Regions from separate parts of the Anser cygnoides genome. Here region 1 is linked to region 2. A link is a contact called in public Hi-C data. All regions are on one chromosome and are shown on one strand. The core of a region is the stretch at or near the end of the contact, and the rest is flanking DNA. Distances in the headings are between cores, read along the strand shown. Region 1 holds the start of SYNJ2 (synaptojanin 2). Region 2 has its middle 24 kb from the start of SNX9.

Region 1 (5,233 bases), core at 2,383-4,882, 100 kb after region 2:
ATATCCATTTCCATAAGGACCTAGGAGTGGAAGTCATTAAATGCACAGCAAGTTTCAGAGGTAAACAAGGAGTTGGGGAGATGAAGGGATTGAAAATAAGAGCGAACTGAGTAATGACTTAGAAGGTAGAAGTGTTCAGAAATGACAGCTGCCCATGGCGGCTGAGGTAACATCTGAATTTCTAATTACAGCAAAAGAACTAGGCTTAAAAATCCATATACATACAGTATATATATATTATCTTCAACACAGTTCACCACAGGTGAGCTAACAGGAAGCAAACTTTATTAGCTGAACGCTATCCTTCTACCACAGAGGCTAGCCTTCTAACATATCAGAGCTGCAATTTTGTTTGAATTGCATTTCACATAACTGTGGTCAGCAAACAAGAGATCCTAAGAATTCCTCCCTGCCTGATAGGGAGATCGATAGAAGGATTTCCCTCCCTCTCCCGTAGATACAGGACTTACAAACGGAGTTGGAAGGAAAACAGGAAAGCAAAGGAGCGTTACTGCTGCCAAGAGATAATCCACTCTTCAAACACTCCTGCTGTTCCCTGCATGCAGAACAGCAGAGTTCGCCCACTGACCTGTTGCTTCTGTCAGCTAGAGGCAGCAGAGACATCAGAACATCACCTCCCAATATTTAGCTATGAGAACATTCAGATAATGATGCAAAATATTTGTGGCTGCTCAGATGTAGAAAAGGTGATTAAAAAAAAAAAGACGTGAATGTGAAGAGTGAAATATGAGTAGAAGAGTAATATGAAGAAACTATCAAAGCAAATGATTAAAGGAAAGGAAAAGTTCACTGAGAACGGAAGATGAAATGAAAAAATGTCAAGGAGTCAATAAAGGTTTATGGCCCATGTGAAAACAGCTGTTCTGGGAAAGAGAATGATTTCACCTGGGGGACTCCTCAGCTCAGGAATTAATCAGTTTCTATGTTACTCACATATAAAAGCTCCACAGCAAAAGACAGCTCAGCTCCAAACACCACCTAAATGGTGAGCCATTAATCTCAATATTTTCACTTAAATATGGATTTTTGTGTTGAGTGACGGTTGGTTTGGCTAGATGAAAAGATTTTGTCTACCATAAAACAAAGCAAAGAAAACCTTTGCATGCCCCCCTTGTATATCAGTCAAGCCCCTCACTGTCCTTGGAGGTCTTCAAAAAAAAAGGACATGGTCCTAAGCAGCCTGCTCTCAGTGACCCTGCTTGAACAGGGACATTGGATTAGGTGACTGCCAGAGGTCCCTTCCAGCCTCAGCCATTCTGTGATGTTTCTAAGGCAACTGACCTGTGAGATATCTAATTAACTGACTTACTGCTTTTTCAGTAATTGTGACATCACTCCTTTAAAAACACATCTTTCTGTACTTTGGATGTTTTGTACCCAGAACCCTCCAAAAAGGTCTGATCGTAGCAGGTTAAAAAGGATTCTTTTAATGAGCTTTGTCATTCATGCTGCTAAGGGGGTCCATTTTTCCACCTTCATCTAAGTTTTCCTCTCATATCTTCATTTCCTCACATGCATTTGAGGTGCTGAAAACACTATTATCCAAGGTGCACCAGTTCTTTCACTTCTAGTATTTTGTTCAACAACTCTGACAACATGCTTTTTTAATAATCCTTAATTATGTATTGTTGTGGTTTAACCCCAGCAGACAGCTAAGCACCACCCAGCTGCTCTCTCACTCTCCCCAGCTGGGATGTGGTCTCTCACCTTTCTCATTCTCTTTAATGAGAAAGGTTAAAAGTGTGAGAACTTGTGGGTTGAGATGAAGACAGTTCACTAGGTAAAGCAAAAGCTGTGGTGTACAAGCAAAGAAAAACAAGGAATTTGTTTGCTACTTTCCATTGACAGGGAGGTGTTCAGCCACTTCCAGGAAAGCAGGGCTCATCATGTCATGGTTTCTTGGAAAGACAAACATCATCACTCTGAATGTCCCCCTCCTTTTTTACCCCAGCTTGTATTGCTGAGCATGACACCACATGGTGTGGGACATCCCTCTGGTTATTCTGGGTTCCCTGTCCAACTTGTGTCTCCTCCCAGCTAGCTCTTTGTGCACCCCCAGCCTCCTCACTGGCAGGGCAGCATGAGAAGCTGAAAAATCCTTGACTGTGCAATCAGTGTTCTGCAACAACCAAAAAACATCAGTATGTTTTCATATGTTACCATCAACACCTTCCTAAAAAATCCCAAACACAGCATTCTATACACCTCTATGAAGAAAATTAACTTAACTAGGAGAATGATGTGTTCTTGTGAGTTGCTGCAAAAAGCACTACTGACAAAAACTGCTAATGAATTACAAACATGGGCAAGAGTGACATGCCAGTGCCCTCAAAGTGATGGTTTACTCTCATAATGGAGTTTACAGAGGATGATGAAGAATCATTCCTCAAGGGCAAAAGAAACATCAAAAGAGACTTTTTGTTGTTGTTATTTTTAAACACGTAAGTGAATGATCCAGGGCAACTTTTTAAAATCATATGATAGAGTTGTCTTTGGCATCTCTGATTATTTAAGTGATTCTTTCAGCATTTCATCTCTAGTAGGCACTTTTCTCTATGAAGAGAGTTCACAGTGAAAGATGTAAACAGATTCTTGTTGTGCTTTTTCCATAAGTCAGCTGTAAGAAAGCCATGTCTCTCTTTTCTGTTTAAAATTGCACGTGATTAATTCGCACTCTTTCTTACATCCTCCAAGGCCCCCAGACTTTGGGCAAGCTGCACGCTCTCACTCATCACGCTTGTTTCATCTGCGTATAAACAGGATTACTCTTTCTGATAGAAAGCACATCAGATCATCTCTCATCTGCACGTACTTGCATGTGTGCCTAACCTCGTCGATCTATTCCTTATGGCTGAACTCTACAAATACTTCATCCTGTGCAGTCTCAGCATAGATTTGTGACAGGAATCCTGCGAAACTAAAGAAAAAAAAGTAGTATTTTTACACGAAGGGGCACTGTTTTTGATCGTTAATCAAGTCAAAAGGGAAAACGGCGCCTTCCGACCCCAAAAGCTCTGCTGCCAGCCGGCAGGACAGCGTTTTGGAGGCCCGGCCGCAGCCCTCCGTGCCTGCGGGGCGCGACGTGACGGGCAGGCGGGGATCGCCTCACCGCCATGCCGGGGCAGGCCCGGCCGCTCCGCTCCGCTCGGGAAGCGGCGGGGGAACGGAGCCGACCCGGGGCAGCGGCCTGAGCCTCCCGCACCGGCGGGGGAGAGGGTTGCGGTGCCTCCAGGGCCCCTCGCTTGTCCCCGGCCTCACGGGGGGCACACGACCCCCCGCCCGAGGACACGCGGAGGGCTGCTGGCAGGGCAGCGGGGCGGTGGCGGCCGCCGCTCCTCCTCCCCGCCCCGGCGGCTCCTACCTGTCCCGGGGGAGGAGGAGGAGGAGCTGCCGGGAGCCGGAGGGACAAAGTTGACTCTCGAAAGTTTCCAAGGGACCGTGGGTGGGAAGAGAAAGGGAAGAGGGGAGGGGAAGGGAACAGAAGGGAAGGGCGATCCCGGACTCGGCGGGGGACCGGCAGCCGGCAGCTCTCCGCCGGGCGCCTCCCGGCGGCCCGCCGAGGTGACCGCCTGCCGCGGGCGGCCTCCGGGCACCGAGCCTCCCCCGCCGTGCCCAGCGGCCCCCATGGCGCTGAGCAAAGGGCTGCGGCTGCTCTGGAAGCAGGAGCCGGGGCCGAGCGCCCTGCTGGAGGCTCGCAGCCGCCGGGACTGCCTGTTGCTGGAGGCCGGCACCGTGGCGGCGCTCAGTAAGTGCCCGGCGGGGCGGGCGGGGACCCGGTGCGCCACATGCGGGGGGCGGGGGCGGGCGGGGACCCGGTGCGCCACATGCGGGGGGTCCGGTACACGCGTGGGGGCCGTGGGTGGGCACCGGGCTCGGGGCACTCGTCCCGAGCCGCTCGCGGCAGAGCCCGGCCCTTCACAGCCCTCCCCCGGGCCTGCTGCTCTCTGCCCGGGCAGTGGAAGGCGCTCACGGGCGTGCTGGGGATTGTCTCGTCCTGGGCTTTGGCACCTGCCGCCCAGGAGTTAATGCAGCGGTAGCGCAGAAAAATGGGGTGATTTGAGAGTGTTTGGGCACGAAAAATGCAGGGGAAGGTGTCGTGCTTGTGCCAGGTTAACTGGTTCGGCACGTAGCGCTTACCTGCGCCTGCAGTGCTGCCGCTGGTTGTGGTGTGGGGGGGGTCTGTGTTCAGGCAGCTCAAAGGAAAGGGGTGAGGCTTAAACCGTGGGTTTTGTGGTAAAAACTGTCCGTACGTTGCGCTTTGTGCAATGCCGGTCACATTGATCACTGAGGAGAGCAACAGGACACGAGGAAGCTGAATCAGATCTTCCATGGCAGGCTGTGGCAGGACATCCAGGCCAAAATGCCCCATTTCCAGGTGTTAGGGATTTATATGAGTGGGGAAAACCAACAAGCTATACGGGAGGCCAATGATTTGCATGAGAACAAGCTCCAAGAGTGCAAATCTTTTGACATGTCCTGATAAAGATGTTGTTATTGTCACAGCCTGCATTTTTTTAATTGTTATGGGAATGTTATATTGTGTGATACGTTGAGGGTTCAGTTTCTTCTTAGATTCATTGGTAACGGTGGACATTAATGTGCAGAAAAATGTGTTACATTTTTCTATATGTTTTGCTGTCAGTTTTAAGTGAACTGTCAAAGCAATAGGTCTGGTAGTACTGACCAGCATTTTACTCGCTTTCCCTGGTCCAAAAACGTTTTGACATTAAAACTCTCCATTGACATCAATGAATTTTGATCTGGCTTTTGTTATTCTGGTATACATCCAAAGCAATTCCACCGTCTAAAGCCAATGTGCATGAATAATACTGAGAGACCAGCATTCATCTAGCGACCCCAAGCCATTTGTATGACCAGTAGTTGGGAAGATTATTTGTAATCTTACTAATTTAAGGAATCACCAATTTAAAATAGATGTTTCTTTCCCAGTGTTGCTATCCTTCATTTAAATAGCCATAGCTAGAAGTGATTAGAGAACTTATACAGTTTCTTTTAAAATACATGTTAATTTGCTACATGAATTTTAAAGTAATGGTCTGTATGGTGGCTAGTGTAAAGGCTTGTTTCTCATGCCTTTTGAAAGTCCAATGTCACCTCTTGAGATAACTGTAATCATTTATGCATTGGCACCCAACCTACTCCATGTTAATAGCTTTGTCATTTTAATTCATCTGGTTTCTCTTCCTGCCTG
Region 2 (5,384 bases), core at 2,595-5,094:
CTGCACAGGAAGCTGCAGTGTTAACTAGGCTCTACAAACACTGCAGATGTACCTCCATGACTGGTTCCCAGCAGTGCGATCATTTCATCAGTCCTGGCAAAAGCAACAGAAAAGAACAAGCTGGGAGACCAGGTAAACCTCCCCAGCAAGGCCTGGCCATGGGGGGCTGTTTGCACCATCACCTCCTGTGCCTTACCTGTTCTGTAATGAAGCTGACTTCGATTTCATAGAGATAGGTCAACCATTAGTCAAGGATCGACTTACTGCCTGTGAAGTTAAAAAGCACTTTCATAATTTCTAGGAAATTTGGAAAGTTTCCCATTAAGGAACCGTATTTTAGATTTATTTCTTTTATATTTCTTGTTATCAATATGGATATTTGTGTAAAAGCAGGGTGTGCTTTTTTTTTTTTTTTACTCTTCAGGAGCTTGCTTCTGTTTGGGCCTATTTCATGTTCTCCACCTGGAGGCAGAGTTTGCCAGTGCTGTTGTTGAGACTGGTTTCTTGCGCAGCAGTTGTCATCATCCCTGTTCCAGCTGGAGTCAGCTCCTGCACCATCATCACACCCATGCACAAATGGGCCAGAACTTTTGCTGCATGCAGGTCAGCTACATATAGCTACTATGTAATGAACAAATGCTTAGTTTTTTTTGAAAAAAAAAGAAAAAAAAGAAAAAAAAAGTTTTTAAAAGAATGCATAAGGGTCAATAATTTTACATTTACATGACGACTGGCCTTTGCAATCTCTGAGGCAATTAGGCAATAGATACAACTTTTGCCTGGTCCCACATTTTCATATTGTGTTGGCATATGCTACATGGAGTCAGCAATAGAGTTGCTGAGCAGTCATTGTATGTCAAACAACATTTGGTTTGGCTGTTTCTGTGCTGTTGGGTTCTGTGTTGGGTGAAACTAGGGGTTACTGGGTGAGAGATACCAGAAACGGTTATATCTTAGAATTAAAGCATCTTTTCCAGACTCCTCCTGAAGAAGCTCACGTAAGTGTCTGTATTACCTTCCAATAAGTGTGGTAAGACATTCATAGGAGAGAGTGGTGACTGTTTCAATCTGAATGCTTTACCATGCTGTATCTTCAGTTTCTTGGTATTCCGCACTTCTGTAAAATCAGCTGTGTCTTCTCCTGATGATGGTAAGCCTCTTTGGGTCTATGACTTCTGCACCTGCTAGATCCCAGAATCGATTAGTTTTTGTGCTTGCTGAGATCTACTCATCCCTACTTCAAACTGCTGACAGCAACACTAAGCACGCTTGCTTACTGACGCTAGAAAGTGACTGGGGACCATCATTCACACAATTTGTGGGTAACACTGATTCACCCTGTGACTTCTGGCCCCGTGGTATTTGTGCAGCTGTGGCACAAACCAATATCTGTCACCCAAGCCCTGTGCTTCAGCTGCTGATGTGTTATTTGCTCTTAGGATACGTTTCTGTAAACCCACAGGGGTTTCAGCTCAGGCCGCTGTTATCGAGAGAGCATTAATTATGCCAGTGCTTTTCCTTTTCTCTCCCCACGTGCATTCTTTTACTGCAATGAGGCTTTCTGATCAGAAGGGCAGGACAGGTTGACAGCCAAGACTGGTCACAGCAGGCTCTGGGAGATCTGCTCCTGTTTTCCTCCTAGGCCAGCAAGAGGCTGGGGCAAGAAGGGTTTGGCTGCAAATGTTTGTTTGTGTCATTCATTGCTCAAAGCAGTTCTGAGAAGGCAAAAATAGATTACCTGAATGTCCAGATTATCATACCACTTATGCATGAGACTGGCCATTATCTAGCATTTTTAACAGAAAGGAGCTGTCTGCTATCTGCTGCACAGATATTCAGCTGGAGTAACTCTGCCACTCGTCTAGTGAACAAAGTAGTTCTGTCTGAACAAGTAACTTTCTTAGTGACTAAAAGAAGAAGAGTCTCACTCTCAGCAGAAGTTGTTTTAGGTCACATCCCACACTAATGGCACTGTACTGTACCCTGACTGCCCAACTTTCTGAGGTAATTTGAGGCTTGATCAAGTGTCTCTGCAGAAGGTATTCCCTAAGCAAATCACCCCCAAAATAACTGTGCTCTGAAATGACTTTACTTTTACCAAGACTGAATCATGACCTTTTCCTTATCACTTTGCCATGCTCAGTAAGGCGTGCTTGCGGAGTCATTACTTTTTTTTGGCAATTGTTCCAAATCTCCTTTAGGTTCTTATAAAAGACAGTAAGGAAAGCCACACTTGCTCATCTTACAGGAAAAATCTTCTGGATTTCATCTTATCTAGGTGACAAACTGTAAACACTAGACAGGACACTAAAAATCCTAGAAAGGATTTTATCATGCTATATATTCTGCACTCTTAAGGTACAGCTTGTATATGTTGTGTCTCTTCCCTTCAGGGTGTATTTACAAGAGAGAACATTAGATTAACAAAGCAGGATCGTTATTATCTCCTTTTTTTTTTTTTTTAACCTTTGAGCCTATAGTTTGTTTTCCTTCTGCCAAACTTTTTGCTGTCCTCTCCTGTTTCAGCCTGACCATGTGCAGTTACTGCCTTCCCAAATGTTAAACTCAGTTGAGTAACTACTGCTTCAGTGCCAACCTGAGCCCTAACAGATTGCAAACCCACTGTGAAGCAGAATGTCTTTCTGCATGGGGCTTTCATATTCCAGATTGCAGATTTTTTCACATAATGATTCCTGTATTTGATATGAGCATATGAATTTATGGGGCAGTGTGTATAGTAGGATTTGTCAAGTGAAATTCATGGGATTTAATGCATAGAGCCAATTACTGTGGACACACTATTAATTAAATCCTTTCACTGCAGTATAGGCTCTGTGAGGAACAGCTTGCCCCAAACCCTACTTCTGAAATAGACAGTGAGTTATCTCTCCATGTGACATATTAGTCATTGCAAAATCTTTTAATCAGGCTTTTAATCAGCATGCCTTGGCTTTTCTTCACCAAAATGTGCCATCTGAAATGTTACCTAAGACCAAATTATCCTTTCTGGAGGAAAAAATAATAATAAAAATAAATAAATAAATAAAAACTGAGGTAAACTGAGGGGAAAACAGTCTCTGTCAACAGACTGCAGCACGTTCTCTGGCTGGGACAGGAGCTGAGGTGCAGTCACCTCCCTGACGGGGACGTAGCCCTGGGAGTTTCTAAGGCCTTGTGGAGGACTCTCTGCTTCTCTGTAGGAGCTACCCACATTTCAGTTCCCAGATCTGTGGTTGCCTTGGGACATTCAGTTGTTGCGGTGTGGTTATTATTTTATGGGTGGCAGCTGCTCAAATTCCTCTGCAGAGTTCCTGTGAAGCATCTGACTTCGAGGCAGTGTTGGAGAAGGGAACTGAGGTAGGTCTTCCAAGGCCAATATGCTACTTACTGGACTGACTTTCCTTTTCTGACCTCTGCTTGATCTCCTCTGGAGATGAAGGAAGTTAAGTCTTCTCTTCCTGGCCCATCTCAGCTGCACTTGCTCCTCAGAGCAAGCCCCTCGCCTTGTGGGTAGAAGCATGTAATTGAACCTGCCCATGGATGGTGCCATGCACGGATAGGATGTGTGGGGTGCACATGTGTCAGACTTCTTCCTGATTCCCACCCTTGCTGGGTGCTTCATTGCTGTGAGAGCGATAAGAATTATGAAGCAGTCAGCCAGCCAGCGCCCTGGCAAGTGTTCAAGCACCGCTTAGTGTGGCTGTGTTGGCCAGAACTACTTAGTTCCCTGTTCCACCTTCATCCAGGCTGAATAGATGTAGAAAGACACCCCTCAGTTACAGAACATTTTGGTTCCTTCACTGTCACTTTGAAATATTTTCCCATCTCTTCTATCTGTTAATATTGGCAAGTGGCTATGTTGGCAGGTTCTTGTGTTGCCAGCTTTCATGCTTTTGTCAAAAAGCTATTGAGTTGCTCTGCTAAGCTTCAGCTTCTGAAGCCAAAGGATAAATTACAGCCTCTAGCCTTGTTTTTTTACAGCTAAGGAGGAAATGTCACTGTATCAGAATTTAAAGATCTAGAAATTAGAAAGGAAAAGAACTGTTTGTTCATTGTTGTTAATAGTGATTAAAAAACATGTTGTTATACTGCCAGTCATATTATGTGTGGGGGCATGGGCTCCACAAAGCTACCTGTTAAACTGGTTTAGTTCTCTTGGAAGACTTCTTGCCAATGGCCACAGAATATACATTTTATCATGACATTTTGCTAGGAGGAAATCTTCACAACACAGTGACCCAAATCATGATTTTATTTTGGTTCGGCCATTCAGGCAGAACTTCTCCTTGTGTCTCATGCTGTAGGTTTGTCAGTGTGCTCATGGGTACGTACAAGGTCCCTAATTTTTATCAGCGCTGTTTTGGGTATTTTCTGAGGCAGAGAACTTCCCTTGCTCCAGTTGTCTCTTATGTCCGTGGCAAAGGCTGGCTAGTTGGTCCTACCTGCAGCCCTTTCTGTGACCCTCTCCTTCCCAGGGGGAACGGACAAACAGCTGCCCCCTCCAATTTTCAGTGTCACGCTGAAGCTTCGTGTCTATTTTATGCCAACTACGGGGAGCTGTGCTGCTGGAGCCCAGGAAAATCACTTTGAGGTTAAAGATTAGTAGTGGTGTATCACTGGTCACAGTCCAAGTCTGCCCCTTGCACTTTGCTCCGTTCCTGCTGTGGCAAGCTGCCCTGCGGAGAGAACTGCTCCTGTTCTCCACAACACTCCCGGGTTGGTTTCCTGAGGAGAGCTGTCTTGCCGAGTCAAATCCAGCTTTTTTTGGTCCTTTTTTTCAGTGAGGGAACTAAAGTCAGAGAGGTTAAATGACTAAGTAATGCCAAATCACGAGTCAATACCAGAAGTCAAGCTGAAAAGCAGGAGCTCTTGGCTTCTGTTGCTGTTTTCTCTCCTGCTTGAAGAGATGGGAAGTTGCGAGACAAGCACCTCTCAGAGGTAGTGTGCTGAGGACTGAATAAATACTTGCTTGTGTGCGAGTGAACACAACCTCATCTGTCTGTGACTGGTGCTCAGAGAACAAGTTTTACGTACATTCCTGCGATTCCTGCACAGAGCCAGATCCTCTCCTGCTCTGCAGCTGCTTGATACTGCATGGAGGAGTGTGGTCCCAAAGCTGACACTGCTGGGCAAAGAGGGCCACCTGGGGCTTGTGGTGCTCTGACAGCTTTGCTAGGCACCACTGGAGGGCTTGTACCTGGGAAAAAAGACAGAGGACTTGTTTGCACCCCAGATGGCAGTAGGGGAGCAAGCTGTGATGCTCCTCCAAGCTCTGTAAGTGGTGTGAGGACTGGGCAACTCACGAGGATGAAGTTAGGAGACAAGGAGAAGAAAATATATTGCAGTATTAATTCAATAGGTGAAAATAGCTCCTCTGAAAGTGC

The links. A called contact is a pair of places that touch in the nucleus more often than the background predicts.
Region 1: a Hi-C map of liver shows a contact between it and region 2, with 7 times the contacts expected there. The contact joins the promoter of SYNJ2 here to the enhancer-like site in region 2. A contact is called at or near these places in 2 of 7 Hi-C or Micro-C datasets (both in liver).

Annotation. Positions count from the first base shown.
Region 1 is chr3:57,051,736-57,056,968 of Taihu_goose_T2T_genome, forward strand. SYNJ2 (synaptojanin 2) reads left to right here and starts at 3,633. Exons shown (of 27, transcript XM_048080765.2): 1 at 3,633-3,766. The coding sequence starts at 3,646. It overlaps LOC106034246 (a long non-coding RNA gene), which reads right to left and starts at 3,523. Exons shown (of 7, transcript XR_010829771.1): 1 at 3,383-3,523; 2 at 2,834-2,938; 3 at 1-20.
Region 2 is chr3:56,950,522-56,955,905 of Taihu_goose_T2T_genome, forward strand. No RefSeq gene overlaps it. Among named protein-coding and RNA genes, the nearest start is that of SNX9, 24 kb to the right of the region's middle. Within about 2 kb of position 3,845, at least 2 of the 3 cell types and tissues checked have open chromatin away from gene starts, as enhancers often do. A contact at or near this core is called in liver, where this site is marked.